2 separate regions of the Sus scrofa genome follow, and region 1 is linked to region 2. The links are chromatin contacts, called in public Hi-C maps. All regions are on one chromosome and are shown on one strand. Each heading gives the region's core, a stretch centred on a gene start, on an enhancer-like site or on the middle of the called end of the contact. The rest is flanking DNA. Distances are from core to core; before and after follow the strand shown. Region 1 holds the start of ASXL1 (putative Polycomb group protein ASXL1). Region 2 holds the start of TPX2 (targeting protein for Xklp2).

What was found. Hi-C and Micro-C count contacts between places; a contact is called where the count stands out from the background.
Region 1: a contact with region 2 is called in a Hi-C map of liver, with 6 times the contacts expected there. The contact joins the promoter of ASXL1 here to the promoter of TPX2 in region 2. A contact is called at or near these places in 1 of 5 promoter capture datasets (liver) and 3 of 47 Hi-C or Micro-C datasets (heart right ventricle, liver and skeletal muscle).

What each region holds. Positions count from the first base shown.
Region 1 is chr17:35,984,643-35,987,342 of Sscrofa11.1, reverse strand. It overlaps ASXL1 (putative Polycomb group protein ASXL1), which reads right to left and starts at 1,365. Exons shown (of 12, transcript XM_021077427.1): 1 at 1,239-1,365. The coding sequence starts at 1,295.
Region 2 is chr17:35,430,013-35,432,712 of Sscrofa11.1, reverse strand. It overlaps TPX2 (targeting protein for Xklp2), which reads right to left and starts at 1,442. Exons shown (of 19, transcript XM_021078098.1): 1 at 1,290-1,442; 2 at 720-857.

The DNA.
Region 1 (2,700 bases), core at 116-2,615, 550 kb before region 2:
CACTCTCCAATAAAATGAAAGATTAGAAAGTTGAGCTTCATTCATCATTAAAAGTGAATTATAGCAATTGCATATAAACTACAAGTTGTCGAGAGACAAGTGTGCCATCTGCACTATAACCCTGCTTTGTGATAATTCTGAGAAAGTGACATTTCTGAGACAAGTATAACCTGTTACTACTGTCATCAGCAAGATTTTATAAGAATATGTCTCAAAGTGTCTTAGCTTTGTGGGTGCAAATCCAAAAGGAAGATATTTCACTTGCAAGTCTTGTGACACTGAGAACAGAAAATTCACAACCTCCCTCACCAGACAGCTCCAAATACTCAAATTACTCTCTCCTTTGCTAAGTCCTCAGTAAGCAGTATCTTCAGAGACACTTAGTCTTTGTCCAACACTGCATGTATACATGCACCAGGACAACAAGGAATAGAGAACACACAGATACATTCTTTGCAAAGTGTACTTAGTTCTCTGCAGAATGCCTATGTCCAGACTTATGAAGTCCAGTCAGCAGTTCTCAAAGTGTGGTCGGTGGGCCACCTGCATTACAACCAACCTGGGTAGCTGGTTAAAATGAACATACTCAGGCTCTACTTCAGAATCTAAGACTCAAAAGGTCTTAGGTAGGACCCTAAGATGAGTATTCATTAACAACCTCCCCAGGTGTCCCCACAGGACACTAAAGTTTGAGAACCACAGCTCAGGGTTCAAGCTGGGAGTAAGCATTTGTTTCCCTCCACACACCTGGTTTAGATTTCGAAATCTCAAAATGCCACTCGCGTCCTTGAAACTGGGGGCTCTTTCCCACCCCCGGAGTCAAACGCACTACCCCACTGCCCACCAGGAAGCGAGGGAGGAGCTTCCGACCTTTCCCGGAAACCTAACTCCCCCGGGTGCACAAACGAAGCTTCCCCAGACCCCCGAGATACTGCCAAATAGTGGGGGAGGGGTGGCTGAGGCCCCGCCGCCCGGAGAGGGAGGAGCCGGCCAGCCAGCTCGCCCCTCCGCAGGAATTTGGGGGGGGGGGAAGCGTGCAGAAAAAGGCGCCACATCCGACCCGGCGGGGGACCTCTCCCCACCGAACGCCTTGGGGGGGGACTGTCCCGTTCCCGAGTGGCCCGCCCCCTCCTGCGGTGGGCAGGGCTTTCACCCCTCCCCCTCCCGGTGGGGGGGTGCCCGCCCAACCCACCCTCCACACGCCCCCCCACCAAGCCCCCCTCTGCCGCCCGCCTCACCAGGCGCGCGGCCTCGGCCCACGTGCGCTCCTTCTTCCTCTTCTGTTTGTCCTTCATCCTCCTCCTCCCCGGCGGCGGCGGCGGCGGCGGCGGCTCCACGCGGGACCTCCGGGCGGGGTGGGCTAGGGCGGCGGCGGCGGCGCGGGGCTGGGGCGGCGGCGGCGGCGGCGGCGGCGGCGGCAGCAGCAGCGGGGGGCGCGTGGCGGCGGCGGCGCGCGAGGACTCGGGTGCGGCCGGGGAGAAGGGGCGGGCGCGCTGGGGACCGGCTGGCGCGAGACCCGGCGCGAGGACGGCGGTGGGGGAGGGGTGGCGGCTCCACGCGCCCGCGCTGCGTCAGTCGCCCGCGGCGGCGGTGGCGGTGGAGGCGGCGGCAGCAGTGGCCCCGCGATCGCTAAGGAATGCGGCGGCACCGCATAACCATGGGGTCAGAGGTCACAGCTCTGGCCTCCGCTTTCCCGCTCTGCTGAGGGGCCAAGACTAGACTGGCGGCGGGGCAGGAAGGCGAGACGCGGCTTTCCCTTCGGCGCCAGGGTATATGCGTGTCTGCTGTGGGTGTGTGTGAGTGTGTGTGAAGAGTGAGGAGGGGGACTGTGGGGTTTTTTTTTTTTTTTTTTTTTTGAACAAAAACAAACCGAAAAGGTGGCTGGGAGTCGTAGTCCAGGCTGCCTGTCTGGCCTCTCCCGCTCCGGAAGAATATGGCTGCTTGCAACCTTCGGACCACACTTCCCGGCGATCCCAGCGGCCCGTCTTTTCCGCCCTCCCCTCCTTTCCTCCGCCCCGCGCAGAGCTCGGTGAGGAAGGGGGAAAGACAGTCTTTCGGGGAAGGGGCTGGGTGGAGTCTCGCGAGGTGCGGGAACTGGATGGGGGCCTGAAGCATTATGGGAGGTAATGCTGGGAAGGGGCGGTGGCTGGATCCCCACCACACCACCTCCACCGTGCTAGGTTTAACCCCTTCTGCGCTTCTCTCTTGCGGGCCGTCGCGCTGTTAAGGGTGGGGATTGACAACTGGTAGCTCAACCCCCACCCCCCACTTAGTGCCTTTCTCCGCCTAAGCGATTCTCACGGACACTTCTTGTAGGTGACAAGTGACAGGACTTTCCCTTTTGGTCCTCCGCTAAATGACTCACTGCCGCATAATAATGAGACAAAAAGAAACTCATACCAGTAAAACGGTTATTTCATGATTGAGGGACCTAGACAGTTTCCCATTTCCTCCTGTGCTTTCATGCCGCTTTGTGTTTGCAGAAGCTGTATTTGCAGAAGCTGCACCCCAGCCCACAGTGTTCTTACCACCTAGTGAACTTGGTGATATGGGTGGTGTAAAGAACTTGGACTTAGGGGCCATACTTTCCAGAATGCACCTGAGGCCTTTTTTGAGGCAGTACCCTGGAGAGAACACAGAACCTGGGGTCAAACGGACCTAGACCAGCCAGTCCAGGTTATCAGCGTAATACCTAACAGC
Region 2 (2,700 bases), core at 193-2,692:
ATAGGATGGCAAGATAAGGTAAGGCTGAACCAGGGAGAAATCCAAGCAATGATCTTAAAGCAAAATCAGAGAGTTCCTGTTATGGCCCAGGAGTAACAAACCCAAGTAGTATCCATGAGGGTATGGGTTTGATTCCTGGCCTTGCTCAGTGAGTAAGGATACAGCATTGCCATGAACTGCGGCATAGGCCAGGAGCTTACAGCTCCTATTTGACCCCCTAGCCTGGGAACTTCCATATGCCCCTCGTTTGGCCCTAAAAAGACAAAATAATAATAAGTTTAAAAAATAAATAAATAAATAAAGCGAAATCAGTAGAGCACTCAGATGCTGTCTTGTCCCAAGCAGGACTGATTGGCAGGAAATGCTTGGTACTTGAATATTAGAAAGTCGTGAGAAAAGAAACCATGTATCTAGAAACCAGGGAAGGGTTCCAACTGTGGCACATATGCTGCCGGGGGCGAACAAAAGGAAAAAAAGAGAACAGGAGAAAAAAAACAATCCCACAATATTATAGCCTGGTTCACTTTTCCTTCCCTCTTCAATCTCTACATGTTTTAGGATAGGAAATTAGAAAGGCAATAGTAACTAGTGGTTCCACACAAAGAGGAAGGGCTGGGCAGACAGGGATAAAACAATGAATTTTAAATCCCCCAACAGAAAGACAACTCCAAGTGGAATTAAACTTGCCCTCAATTATGTTCTCACACCACCTCATTTACCTTTCCAACTTACACAGTTGTTCTGAAATGCAGTTGTCTGTGGCTGTTTTCCTCCGCTAAATGCCTTCTTGAGGGCGGGGCTACAGTTTATCACCCTTTTCTCAAAATGTTTCTAGATTACAGGCCTCAGTTTACTCCCTATAAAAGAAGGATAAGAATAGCACTAACTTCACCGGCTTTGGGTGAAAATTAAATGAGAAAACAGTGCTTAGTCCAATAAACGCCTGTTTCATGTGTGCTGGGTAATATAATTGTCGTTACCGTTATCCTTAGCCCATAGTCTCCCCCAACTCCTCCTTCCACCTATTTCCCAAGCCGGCCTCTGCCTCTACCTGAAGACACAGCTCGCTAGACCCGATCCGGACGGACTTCACGGGGAAATCCTATTACCAAGAGAAGGGTGGCCGGAAGCCCGGCTCCCGCTACGCAGGACAGAACGGCGCCCCTGCAGCACACTTTCCCAGAAGCCAGGCCCTCAAGGCAGCGCTGGGAGGCGACCTCCAGAAGCTCGAAATCAGGGAGAAGCCTGCCCTGAGCCCTGGGTGCTCCCCTTTTCTCCCCACGGCTCACCTCACCTCGGCGCTGACAACCGACCGCCCAGAAAACCCGCCGCGGGATTCATTCAGTACCGTTGAAAATTTGAACCCAGACTCTCCAGTCAAACGCACCAATCAGAGAGCCAGGATCCGGCTAGCCCAGCCTCCCGATTGGCCCGAGAGATCTCAGCGGCGCCGGAAGTCAGCCTGAGGGACGAGCAAACAACCGGCCCCAGAGGCTTCTGGGAAATGTAGTACAAGAGCCTGAGTCGGTAGGGATAATTCCAAAGAAGAAATTACTACAAAGCCCAGAATGCTTCGCTCCAAACTCTTTGGGAAAGATGGTACTACCAACTGAAGAGGTGGAGGTCGAATTTAGGTAACAGAACGGCGTGCGTCCTGGACCTCCCCAAAACATTCACGGAAGAGAATTTCTCATTTTTTTTTATTATTCTCCCTGTAGTTATGCATAGTGCTTTGAATATTCACGAGAATTCACTTCGTTTTAACATCGAGTCCTCTGCATGCAATATAGACTCGCCCCCGGAGTCTCTGCCAAGTGTGGAGTCTCTCGAACTCTTTATCCAGTCCACGCCCTGATATTACTGGCTAAAGCGGTGATTTGGCGGTGCTTGGTCCTCCCCTTTTAATTCCATCTACATCCTTAGCTTTTTTACTGTCGTATTGTAGAAGAGAAAACAAAGGCCCAGAGAAGTTGAATAAACATCAAAAGTCATATTTTTTAAGTGGAGGAGATGGGATTTGAATTAAGAATGTCTGGTCCTATACATCATCAGTAGTCAATTAGAGGATAATAGCAAGGACAGAACAAGAAGATGAACGTTCGTAATAACAAAAGCAGTTTCCTCTGTAGTGCAGTGGGATCATTGGTCTCTTGAGAGCGCTGGGACTGATATTGGATCCCCGGTTGGGCACAGTGGGTTCAGGGTCAGGAATTGTGATTTTGCCGCAAGTGCTGCTTTGGCTAGGATCTTATTCCTGGCCAGGCAACTCCATTTGCCGCGTGGGAGGCCAAAATAAACACATATAACAAGAAAGGCTACAAAGTTTTGAAAAATATACCTAAGATCTTCACAGTAGATTTTTCTAAAGGGAAAACTTCGTTGAGTAACTATAAAAATAATTAAATAAGGGTATATACCTTATTAATAGATGGGGATATATATAATACTGTAAATTTTCCATGTTAAAAGTTCAAGGCACAAAGTTTCTTGGTGGCCTAGTGGTTAAGGATTCCACGTTCTCATTGCTGTGTCTGGGGTGGATCCCTGGCCTGGGAATTTCCTCATGCCCTGGGCACACCCCCCGACCCCCAAAAAAGTTCAAGGCAATTCCAATGAAAATCCTGATAGGTTTTGTCATGGAATTTGCCAAGTTGATTCTAAAATTCATGTGGAAGAGAAAGAGCATCTGAATTTTGAAAA